Linked DNA regions of Urocitellus parryii: region 1 is linked to region 2. The links are chromatin contacts, called in public Hi-C maps. All regions are on one chromosome and are shown on one strand. Each heading gives the region's core, a stretch centred on a gene start, on an enhancer-like site or on the middle of the called end of the contact. The rest is flanking DNA. Distances are from core to core; before and after follow the strand shown.

The links. A called contact is a pair of places that touch in the nucleus more often than the background predicts.
Region 1: a Hi-C map of liver shows a contact between it and region 2, with 8 times the contacts expected there. The contact joins the promoter of Tmem108 here to the promoter of Nphp3 in region 2. A contact is called at or near these places in 2 of 2 Hi-C or Micro-C datasets (liver and muscle).

The regions. Positions count from the first base shown.
Region 1 is chr2:97,982,162-97,988,034 of mUroPar1.hap1, forward strand. It overlaps Tmem108 (transmembrane protein 108), which reads left to right and starts at 4,422. Exons shown (of 4, transcript XM_077795492.1): 1 at 4,422-4,425; 2 at 4,493-5,873. The coding sequence starts at 4,422.
Region 2 is chr2:97,412,964-97,419,558 of mUroPar1.hap1, forward strand. It overlaps Nphp3 (nephrocystin 3), which reads right to left and starts at 2,050. Exons shown (of 27, transcript XM_026384032.2): 1 at 1,650-2,050. The coding sequence starts at 2,042.

The DNA.
Region 1 (5,873 bases), core at 3,172-5,671, 570 kb after region 2:
AGGGAAAATAATTACCAAAGATTGTAGATCATTACTTTTGACTGTGCGGAGCATCCTGAGGGGGCAGAGGGGTGGGACAGCAGAGCAGGCTTGGTAAGTGAAGTGGTTGATAGTCTAGATTCCAGGGCTACACTTCCCAGGTTCTAATCCCGGCTTGCCATTCCCCAGCTGTGTGACCATGAACGGGTTCCTCTACCCCTCTGGCTTCTTTCTCTCAATTGTAACAGGGAGCTAGTAATAGTACCTGCCTCATCAGGTTGCTAGAGGATTAAGTATGTCCATGCAGGTTACCTTTGAGTAGTACGTGGCACATAGGAATTGCTCAGTGTATTAAACAATACTAGACATTTTTTTTTTTTACCAATTGCCTTTGCCAGATGCAAATGTCATGCCCACTATGGAGTACAGGCAGCCAACCAAATAAACACACGAGAAGGAGTCCCTTTCCTTCCCTTGGCTCCTGAGATCACTTATGCAGTGGAATTCTAGGAAGAAGGAAGTCTTCCTGCGACATCTGGGCATCTGTCAATCTGTGGGCTTCCATCCCCAACACCTACCCTTATTCTGACACGTTTTAAAAATTGGTTCCACATTTTAAGCATGTCAAGCTAGATTTTCGTTTTAGTCTCTCTTTGATATTTGGAATTAGAGCCTCCAGAGTCCATTATGCAAATCAATGCAAATGATATGCAAAACAGCAGTAGCCCCAGATTGTGGGGAGGGGAGTGTGTAGGCCAGCACAAAGGGTCTTGAATGAAAATTTGCATGTGTTAGGGGAGCCCAGGTTGAAGGCCTTGCACGTTTATTGTGACAGTGTGCATCACATTCAGTTGCTAACATTTCGTGCCAAGGAGGAGAGGTGAACTCCTGTCTGATTTCCATAATGAAGGTGGCAATGGTGGTGGAAGGGCATGTTGGGGCCATGATTTTATGATACAATTGAAAAGTTGCTTTGAAATCATGGCCGTGGTCCCGTGGTCCCGTGGTCCCATGGTCCCGTGGTCCTGGCCGTCTCCCCAGCCAGCTGTGTGTTCTCCAACAAGTCCCTTCCGCCAGTGTCTCCCTGTGTGCAATGAAGGGATTGCATTAGGTGAACTTCAGGGCTCTTCATTGTGACGTCCAAGTGTCATCCTCCAGGTAAAAGCCTATGATGGCCGTACCTGTTCGTTATATCAAGGATTCACTCTAATCTCACACAGCGGCTCACACCCGTAATCCCAGCAACTCCGAAGGCTGAAGCAGGAGGATAAGTTTCAGGCCAGGCTCTGCAACTTCATGAGGCCCTAAGCAACTGAGCCAGACCCTGTCTCAAATAAAAAATTTAAAAGGACTGGAGGTGTTGCCCAGTGGTTAAGCACCCCTATGTTCAATCCTCAGTACTGAAAGAAGAAGGAAAAAAAAAAGATTAAAGAAGTGGCTGAGAGGTCATTTCACAGTCCTCCTAGAGAGGACTTATAACTTCCAGGATGCAGAAAAACAGCAGCAGCAAGGGCCAAGAGACTTACAGAGTAAGTTCTAGCAAGTTCTTTGGGCTTCCTGCCGGGAGGCTCTGAGCCTGTGCAGTGCTCACAGTGGGGAAGTCAGGGCAATTTCTCTCCCTGAGTATTTTGAAGACTAGGCCTTATAACCCCTCTGCCTCTGAAAAAAATTCTCCTGGAGGCCAGAGTGGCTGCTCTTTCACAGCAAGCCTGTCCGTGGGGCCAGTTGGTATCTTTCCCAAACCTCTGTGCCACCCTGGACTCTGCCAAAAGACCACTGTGTCCTTAGTCTCTGGGTTGTGATTGTATCAGACACATCTGGGGCTTTGCCCCGGCAATCCTCAGGAGTCTATGGTTTAACTCCAGCTGTTGCAGCCCCATCAGCTGAGTGCAGGCATAATCTGTCAGACCCTAGGCCCAAGGCTTCCCTGACTCAGCCTCATGAGGTCCAGGGAGTGAGTGCAGGGGAGGCCCACTCGGCTAGTGCAGGCTAGTGCAGAGGACAGCCCCTAGGTGAGGAGTATTCTCCAAGCAGGCAATGTGGGGTTCAGCATACCCAGCTCCTCAGACATACCCAGTGAGTTTGAGTTGCCCATCCCATCATCTCAGAGCTGCCCCGGATGGTTTTTCCCTATTTCACTCATCTCAGACCCCGACAGCTGACCTCACATCACCTCCAATATAAACTGCCTGCACACAAGCCCCTGTTTCTGTCTCTCCCTTTTCAGACAAATGCTTGTATTAGTTTGTATTAGTTGGCTAGGCTGCTATAACAAAATACCTCTTTATGGGTTCTGGAGGCAGGAAGTCCAAAATGAAGATGGCAGCAGGGTTGGATTCCTGAGGCCTCTTTCCTACCACCTACACACTTTCTGCTTTGACCTCACAATTTCATCCCTCTGCAGACAAAGCCCCTGGTGTCACTCTGTAGGTTCTAATCTCTTCGTCTTAGAAGAACACCAGTTGGCCAGATTAAAGTTGCCCTATTGGCCTCATTTTAACTTGATTATCTCCAAATATAGTCACATTCTGAGATTCTTGAGGGTTAGAACTTCCATATATAAATTCAGGGTGGGGGACACAATTCAGGTCTTAACAACATTTATATCAGACCAAGTCACTCATGAAACAACCTGGGGGCTTTTAAGGGAATATTCTATGAAACATTGGCGATTGCCCATCAGCCTCAAGACTGTTCCTTTGGTGCTAAGGTGCAAGGTGTATGGGGCGGGGTGAAGGGGGAGCTGAAATAACACAGAGCCAACAAGCATAGCAACACATTGTTTCTTTTGTGGTTGCAATTTAGGTTCCTCTTCCTCTTCCTGCATTAATGGGGGCAGTTGACCAGAAAAAGCATACATTTTAGAGATAACACTGGTTTCACATACTTCTGATATGATCTCTTCGAGCCTCAGTTTCCCACTGTGCAAAGTGGTTGTGAGGATTAAATCAAGCACATTTTTAGGACTGACTGAAATAAGCCAGGTGCTCTGTTGATGTATGATTGAAGCCATGAATGAATGCCTAAAAGAATAGGCTGCTTAGGGCCCATTATTGGTCCTAGGGATGATGGGCATGGTAACCTTCACTCAACCCCAAGTTACTTAACCCTTCACCTCTCACTTAGAAGTTCAGGTGAGAGGCACAGGGGTCTACACACGTACCTAAGGTGATCACAGAGCTTTGGGTCCCTGCCCTGTCAGCAGCTGCTGGCCCTCCCAGCCAGTGTGTGAATCCCATTTGGGGCCCCTGCATTGACCATATGTCCTGCTGGAATCTGGACAAGAGCTCTGACAAAGTTAGTCCAGGGGCCAAAGTCTAGAATCGCAAAGAAGTGTGTTCATATGAACAAAGGGGAGTGGGCAGGTCAGAATCAGGACCTAGGAAATGTCTGCCGCTCCTCAGCAGGAGAGACCAGCTCTTCCTAACCCACGTGCGGGCCCAGTCCACCTGGCAGTCTGTGATCTGAGGGATCCGACGGTGTATATGAGATATTATTTTTAAAGACTGACTCATGCTGCTAAGATTAATAAGACCATGCATATTTAGAAATGTTTTTAAATGTATAGGTTTTTATCTTTTGCATCTTTTCAATGAACTAAAAAGTACACACATTGACTATCATGCAATTTTTTTTTTAATGTTCAAAAGGGCTCCTCCTACTCAAAAAGACTGGGTACCACCCAGGAGATTTTTCAGAGTTCAGCCACTTAGGTGCCATCGGAAGAGCTGTTACTAATAACAAAAATTACAATGCCAGCTGGCTTGCATAGAGTGTGTTTTCTATTCCAAACTCTGTATCAAGTGCTTTATGGGTGTCTGGTCTGGATGCCCTTTCCCTGGACCAGTGTCCCCTTCCTTCTGTCCCTCCTCTTTGACACTGAGACACCTCTGCCTTCTTTTAGGATTGTTTGTGGATTTATGCAAGCTCATCCAGGGCCAGGTGCTGCCCTGCTCCATTTGGGGTCCTCAGGGTCAAGGAGAGGGTAGCCCCTCTTTAATTGTTTGGTGATTCGGTCTTGGTGAGCAGAGGCTCAACATTTGTACCTTTGTCCAGTTCAGAGAAGGGAAGGGGAGCTGGTTCGCTCTGCCCGGCCGGCCTTCCTCAGGCAGTTCTGAGTGGCTCATGTGGCCAAGCTGGCCTTGCTCACTCTTTAGCTGTAGAAGACGAGGTACCGTGGAAGCCACAGCCTCTGAGGCTCCTGCTTTGCCTTAGGCAGAGGCTAATGGCCTAAGACATTTGAGAAAGGACGGTCTAGCCAGTTCCACTGGCTCTGGGTCTCCTGGTGCTGGCATCTCTTCCTAGCCTGTGCTGGTGGCACCTACGCCATAGGCATGTCCAGCTGCACATATGGTTCTGTGTCCCACTGAGTGTCATGCATCAGTGTGAGCCTCAAAAATGCTCCTGATGCATCCCCTGCAATCCCAAAGCTTTCTAAGGTCATGGGTAAGGAGGGAGCCCCTAAAAACAGCTCCTCGGGGACCTCACCTCTCCTCTCTGTCTCCCTCTCCAGGCTTCCTCCTGACCTTGGCACTGACCGAAGCACTGGTACTTGCTGTCCAGGAACCATCTCCCAGGGAATCTCTCCAGGTCCTCCCCTCAGGCAGTCCCCCAGGCACCATGGTGACAGCATCCCACAGCCCTACAAGACCCTCCTCCACGGCGACGAACCCCCATGCCGATGAACCCTCCTCACAGGCCGCAGCTACCACGGCAACGACAGCCCATCCAGATGGGCACCCTCCTACAAACACTGTTCCCACCGTCGTGGTGACAGCAACCACCCCCCCTCCCGAAAGGCCCCTGCTCACAGGTTCCCCTCCAGTTCCTATGGCAACCACACCCTCGCATTCAGAGGGCCGCCCCCCGGGGGAGGCCGCCCCCACCATCCTGCTGACAAAGCCAACAGGAGTCACCAGCCGGCCCACCGCCGCAGTCCCCCGGGCTACCACCCGCAGGCCCCCCAGGCCCCCCGGCTCTTCCCGAAAGGGGGCTGGGGGTTCATTGCGCCCTGTCCCACCTGCCCCCGGTGGCGGCTACTCTGGGAGGAAAGAAGGCCAGCGAGGACGCAATCAGAGCTCCACGCACCTGGGGCCGAAGCGACCCCTGGGGAAGATATTCCAGATCTACAAGGGCAACTTCACAGGGTCTGTGGACCCCGAACCCTTGGTCCTTTCCCCCAGGACACCACCCTGGGGGAACGCCTCTTCGCCACAGCCCCAGACAGTGGCTGTGACCACAGCATCCGGAAGTACCTCGTGGGCACCCCCCACTACCCCTGCGGTGCCTGCAGAGGACAAGCCAAGCCTTAGCAGAGCAGACCAGGGGGGTGTCCCCACCTTCACCAGCCCAGGAGGGGAGCCGGTCGCCACCGCTGCCTCAGGTGCCCCTGCCCGTCCACAACCTGCCCCAGTGCCTTCTCAACGCCCCCGTGGTGACGTGCAGGACAGCCCCAGCCACAGTGACTCTTGGCTTACTGTCACCCCTGGCACCAACAGACCTCCGTCTGGCAGCTCTGGGGTCTTCCCAGCTGCCCCGGGGTCCACACAGGCTGCCTTTGATGCCAGTGGCTCAGCCCCTTCCCAGGGGATTCCTCAGGGAGCATCCACAACCCCACAGGCCCCAGCCCGTCCCCCCGGGGCCTCAGAAAACACTGTTTCTCCAGCCGAGGAGGAGGCAGCGGCCTCCCCCACCGTGACCGACAGGGTGCCCAGTCCTCTCTCCACCGTGGTGTCCACAGCCACAGGAAACTTCCTCAACCGCCTGGTCCCCGCCGGGACCTGGAAGCCCGGAACAGCAGGGAACATCTCCCACGTGGCTGAAGGAGACAAGCCCCAGCACAGAACCACCATCTGCCTGAGCAAGATGGACATCGTCTGGGTGATCCTGGCCAT
Region 2 (6,595 bases), core at 800-3,299:
AATAATCTCTCTCCCAAATTTTACATTTGTGCCTTTACATTACATAGCTTAGGGTTTTAATAATTTACTATTTTTATCAGTTATCAAGAATTTCATGTTGCCATTTTATTAAAATACATAATTAACAAATGCAAATATGCCTGAACTATAATAAGACACTTCAACAATGGAAATTAATACTTTAAAAAATACTGCTCTGGCTCTTAACTTCCCTATGGCTCAGTTTTTCTATCTTTAAAAAGAAAATACACCTTGTAAGGCTTAACTTGAACGACAGTTAATTCTGGGAGTCTATGCACTCCTTGGCACTATATCTTAGTCATTATTATACCCTGAGCGCTTCATAGTGCCTAATATACTGCAGACTCCCAGTAAAAATGTCTGACTACTGACTAAAATAAATATGGAAGAGATTTTCATGCCTACATAGGTGAGAAAGGAACCAAATGGGACACAAGGAATCAGGATTGGTAACAGGAGTAATCTGGAACTGTGACATTTGTCAACCCTCTCCACACTCTGCCCTGTTTAGTTTGGCCTTCTTTTCTACCTGTCAACTCACAGTGATTTTCAACATGCAGTGTTCACTGGGCAGTGGCCTGGACACATGAAATCAGATATCTGAAATACACAAGTTCACTTTATGTACTCAAGTGCATTAAGTCCATCCAGTGGGAAACTGATAACAGACTAATGCCAAATATATCTTCGCAGATAACATGCTAACTCTATAACATATAATGGCTAGTGAAGGGGTGAAATAAGAAAACCCGATTTAGAATGCCCAGACTGGAAAAGGGGCTTCCTTATTTTATATAAATGAATCTGAGGTATTCATTTAATTCCTACTGTGATAAGCCCAGGAACTCTTGAGCTGCCTAGAAGTCTCAATCACAGTAGAGTAAATAAACAACACAATAACCTTCAGAGGAGTCCAAAAGAGATGGCATAATGTCTCAGAATTCTGCTCAGGCAATAATCTTTTGCTTTATATACTATCAATGAATTAAAATGTATCTGTTACAAAGGAGGCTGCAAAAACTGCTCCGAGCAAATTAATAATGATATGGACTAAGGGGCTCTAATTACATTCAGGTAAGATTTGCAACCACAGCAGTTGGATGGTGAAAACCAGGAGGCTTCCAGAATAATTCACATCAAGATCATTAAAACCCAGCAGCTCTGGAACTTCACAAATGGGCCATGAGCCCACCCTGGCGGTATGTAAAACTGGCGGCAGGGTAGCAGGACCAGGAGGAATGTGTAGTTTCTCCAACATATGCCACCAGTCTTGGTGTGCAGGCTTCAGAGCCTACTTCCTGGGGACTGGCATTTGAGGCTTCGGGGCACTCCCTAGCTAATTACTTTAAGGTGTCTGAATGAATGAACCACAAATCGAAACGGGGGAGCACAGCTGAAAAGAAATCAGTTTGGACTCACGAAATGAATGGCCCCTCAAAATGAGGGAAATTTTCTCTTCCACTTTTTATAGTATTTCATTTGGAGAGGGGACACGGTGGACAAGGGACGGGTCAGGCGTCCGGGGTGCAACCTAGCAGTGCCACCAATCTGCTGCACAGTATGGGCAGGTCGTTCTGGGTCTCAGTTTCCCCAGAGTCCCGGCCGCCTCGGGTGCGCGCCCGCGTTACCTGCAGCTCGGCCCGCAGCCGCTTGTTCTCGGTGTCCAGCTTGGCCTCGCGGCGGCCCATGGACAACAACTCCTGGTTCTTGCTGACCCGGAAGATCTCGTACTCTTTCTTGAGCCGCTCGTACTCGGCCGCTGAGTACTCCAGCTCCGGCACCGACGAGCCGGTGGACTTGAAGCTGGCGCCCAGTAGCCCGCCGCTGCCCGCCGCGCGGGGCAGTGACCCGGGCCCGGCCGCCGCCGCCACCCCCGCCCCCCGGCGGAACGAGTTGCGCAGCAGGCGGGCCTTGGGCTTCACCTCTACCGGGATCTCGCAGGCCTCGCCGCCGCCAGCCCCGTAAGTGTCCTCGATCACCTCTCCGCCCGCGGGGCTCACCAGGGACGAGGCTGTCCCCATGGCGCCAGGGTCCACCGCAAAGCGTCTGCTGGGTACCAGGAGGGGGCGGGACAGGAGGAGCGGGGCGGAGCGGGGCGGGGCAGTGGGGCGGGGCTGGACAGCGGGGCGGGGCTGGACAGCAGGGCGGGGCTTGTCAGCAGGGCGGGGCTTGTCAGCAGGGCGGGGCTGGACAGCAGGGCGGGGCGGGGCGGGACTGGAGGTGCAGGGCGGGGCGGGGCTGGACAGCAGGGCGGGGCGGGGCAGCGGGGCGGGGCAGCGGGGCGGGGCTGGACAGCAGGGCGGGGCGGGGCGGGACTGGAGGAGCAGGGCGGGGCGGGGCTGGACAGCGGGGCGGGGCGGGGCAGTGGGGCGGGGCTGGACAGCTGGGCGGGGCTGGACAGCAAGGCGGGGCTGAGCGGGACTGGAGGAGCGGGGCGGGGCGGGGCTGGACAGCGGGGCGGGGCATCCGCAAGGGCGGGGCAGAGGGGCGGGGTCAGCAGGAAACCAGGCTGTTCCGCAAGAGACGCGAGGGGCTAAGGCAGCAGGGCTTGGCAGCAGGATTGCGCCGAGAAGGGAAGGATTTTTCGGAGAGTGGTTGCAGGCGGTGGCGGGACAGGGAGAAGGACAGGGCGAGCAGCGGCGAACAGCTAGCTTCTTGGCTGCCAAATCTGACCAGTACTGTTACAGGGCCCAGCTGGACCGGCCAGCGGGACGTCGGGGCTGCTCTCTGATTCCTGTGCCCAAATTGAGGCTCCGTGGCAGGCAGACCGCACAGTGAGCACCGACCTGGATCTAGCTGCTTCACATCCGATGTTACTATTTCTGTCGCTGCTGTTGTCCCTCCTGACCATGGACTCCTTTCTGCAGGCATTTGGGAAATCTGAGAAATGGATTGAGCACCTATTATGTGCCTCTTGTGATGCCACCCCCCTACACCTTTTTTTTTTTAACTAGGGATTGAACCAGAGGTGCTTTACCACTGAGCCACATCACGATGTGTGTATCTTAGGATGCATGTAGATAGAATGTCCAGGAAGACACAGTACCAGCCAAGAAAGAACTTTTAGGTTTTAAAACCGGAGACCATTAGGGACAACCTTAGAGAAGGCCAGATTTTATAACTGTGGCAATAAGACATTGGGGACCATACATCAAAGGAACTGTGAGGCAACTCACCAATTAAAAATATAAAGAGTATCATAGTATTTGCAGGAAGGGTTGGATTTAAGGAAAGAGAGAGAGAGAGAGAGAGAGAGAGAGAGAGAGAGAGAAACTGCATTAGGTTGCTTAGAGAGAGGTTTGTTCCTATTTTCCTCGTTATTCTGTTTTGTGATTTTGACCCTCTTCCTGCTAAACTCTGCAGATTGGAATTTAGGATACAATGGAAAGGACCAGATGAGGGCAGGAAAGGTGGTATTTGTCACTTGTGAGCTGGATATTGTTGCTTTTTGGACTGGGTAATAAAGCTGGCTCTTTCTTTCTTAGGCAATTTTGTAAATTCTTCAAAATACCAGCCCCCCCTCTCCAGCCTGCCACCTCTCTCCCATTGCTTGAAGTCTTTAATTTTTTATTCTGTTGACCAGGGCTGATGTAATTTTATTCCAGCTATAAGGAATCCAGTAATACTTTAAGCATCCTCTCCATTAATGTCTGATCATTGGTCTTGGGTCCTCCTTGAAAAACTTTTAAGATAATCCATGCTGGTTCAACTATGGTACCCACCTGTGATCCACAGGTGTTGTGGGTCTGGTTTTCTGAAAAGCAGATCCTGAGATGGAGACAATTGTGCAAGAGTTTGTTAAGGTGTGCCCTTGGGATTAATGCTTGTGGAACGGAAAAGAAAGAAGCAAGATTGGTCAGAAGGAAAAGTCGAAGCTGTCCTGTGGTCTCAATGGGGACCTCAGCCAATCCTGTAGAAAGTTTTGAAACTGGGATGGCCATGCATAATTTAGTCCTAATTTGGGGGGGGGAGGTCTGGAACTTTATCTCCAATTAGGCCAGTCTCCACTCTCTGTAGCTGATGGACATTGACAGCTGAGAGCTGTCTGATGGCAGGACTTCCAGTGGCTAGAGGTCAAATCCTTCAGACATCACATCTACCCCAAAGTAAACAACAGCCTTTTCCTCAAAGGACTCTGGGAATGCTGGCCAATTCTAATTCCCAAAGGACTCTGGGAATGCTGACCAATTCTAATTCAATTCTCTCCTTCACTCCCTCCTTCAAAGTAGTTGGTCCTTTCTTTGGCCATTTAGATTTTCTTCAGGCCATTGTGTTCTTCAGAATTCAAGGAAAATATAGTAATTTCTTCAGGTAGTCTCCCGAGAGAAAGGGAAATTTTCCATAGATCCTAAGAACCTTCTACCTTTTCAAATCTTTTCTGATCTCTAACTTCCAATGTCTGTACCCTCAATGTGGATCAGGGATTTAAGGATCATCCTGTAGGTTTCTGACCAATTCCTTTAATTTTTTTTGCATCTTAGTACTGCATCTGCTTTGGAATGTGTCTCAGCTGAAGACTGAGACTCTTGCATAATAAAATAGGCTTCACCTGTTTCCCCTAACCAAAAGGGATAAACTGCACCAACTACCCACAGTTCGTGGGGTAAGTTTAGATTCTGCAGTATGGGACTGAGTGCTCTGAAGCAATCATCTCTTCTTTACTCACCTCTTATCAATCTAGTAACATCTCTCTATGCATGTTTCTTCACCTCTGTCAGGCTAATTTTTTATTTTTTCATACTACTGTGTTTGGTTTCTATTTCAGTTCTCTCTGCCAACCCTCCATTCTTTCTCTAAGAAAGTTTCCTTAATAATCAGACTCTTTGAAAGTTTATCACATCAACAATTGCAATTCAATAACCATTTCATACTCTGTGCTTAGCACTGTACTTGTTTCCTGACTCCGTTTTCCATTCATTGCATCTACCTTCTATGGATTTGGGGTTTGGGGTAGCTACTGTTATTGTTGTTATGCCATTTGTTGCTTTTGAGTATTTCTTGAGTACAAAATGTAGATCAAATGACTGATGTGTCTAAAGAGAGCAGTGTGGCCCCCGTTGTCAAACAAAAAAACAAAAAAGAAAAATGCATATGAACTGGTTGTCACAGATGTCTTTAATTTTTAAATGGCTTGGCAGACGCCCCAAAGCACAAATCTAGGTTTATCAAGAACCTGGAGATGTACCCCTATATAGTGATTACTGGTAGTCTTTCTTATCAGGTACCCTATGTATGATCCTGGATAACCACTTGTCAATGCTGAAGTGATCAAATCTGTGAGTGAGCTCAAAGGTTTTAGCCAACTGAAACTGCCAGCTAGTAAGCTCTTTAATAGGATGGTTGGTTTTCAGTGTGTTTTGTAATCCTGAAACATGACAGAGTTTAGTCTAATTTCCAATCTCATTATCTGTTTTTTTTTTCTTTATGTAAGGAGGTGAATTTAACCTACCTCCTTCACTTAGCTTTTTGAAAGGGTGACTTTGAACACAGAGATACAGTAAGGAATAAAATCTCTGGCAGGTGGTTTGTGACTGATTAAAAATGACTATAATTTTTTTTAACATTCCTCCAATTGAAAGGTGAAGTTTATGACTAGGACAGGCTACAATTTGTGGGACATGGTGCCAGATGAAAATGTAATGGCCCAAGTGTGGGACCCTGTGAGGTTGCATGTGGTGTTCTTCCTAGGGTTACCTGCCCACGAGACCAGTCTGTTTATGACTCCTTCTTGAATCTGAGCTTGTAGTGGATTTGACCATAGACTATGGCAAAAGTGATACTGTTTCTGAGGCCAGGTCCTGAAAGGACGGCAGTTTCATTTCTAGCACCTTGGAACATTGGGAGCCTTGAGCCACCACGTAAAGAAAACTATAATCCTGAGCCTGCAAGATTGGAAGGGTCATGTATGGGCATCCCCTAGTGACAGTCTCAGATGAGCCCAATCTTCCAGCCACACTTACTAAGACACATGAAAGAAAGCCATCTTGGACTCTTTAGACTGGCCCATTCACTAGCTGGATGATGAATGATTTTAGTATACACCACAGGGAACAGAATCATATAGCCAACCTCTACCTGAACATCTGATCCTCAACATCTTGAGATATCATAAAATTTCCATTGGTCTAAGCCACTGAACTTTGGAGTAATATTTTCTCATACCTGGAACAAGAAAAAAAAATTTCCTAAATTTAATCTGGGTAGCTTATAAAATTAATGAACAGTGCTGTTACCTTTTAAAAATGTAACTTGCAGGATAAGTATCACTTGTGTGTTTGGTCCTCAGGCTATGAATATCAAAATTATTTGGGACAATCCTTACAAATTGAGATACAATGAATTTTAATTTCTGAGACTGGAGCTTTCAAATTTGCTTTAAAGTGATATTTATGTATTTTAAGTTCTCAGAGCCACTGGGATTGCATCAAAATTGTGGCCAGGAATGATCTAATTCTTTGCTACTGAAAGTGTGGTCCACAAATGGCACGATTAAGCATCACCTTGGTGCTTGTTAGGTGTCAGATTCTCAGATGCCATACCAGACCTACTCAATTACAACTTGCAGATTAAAATG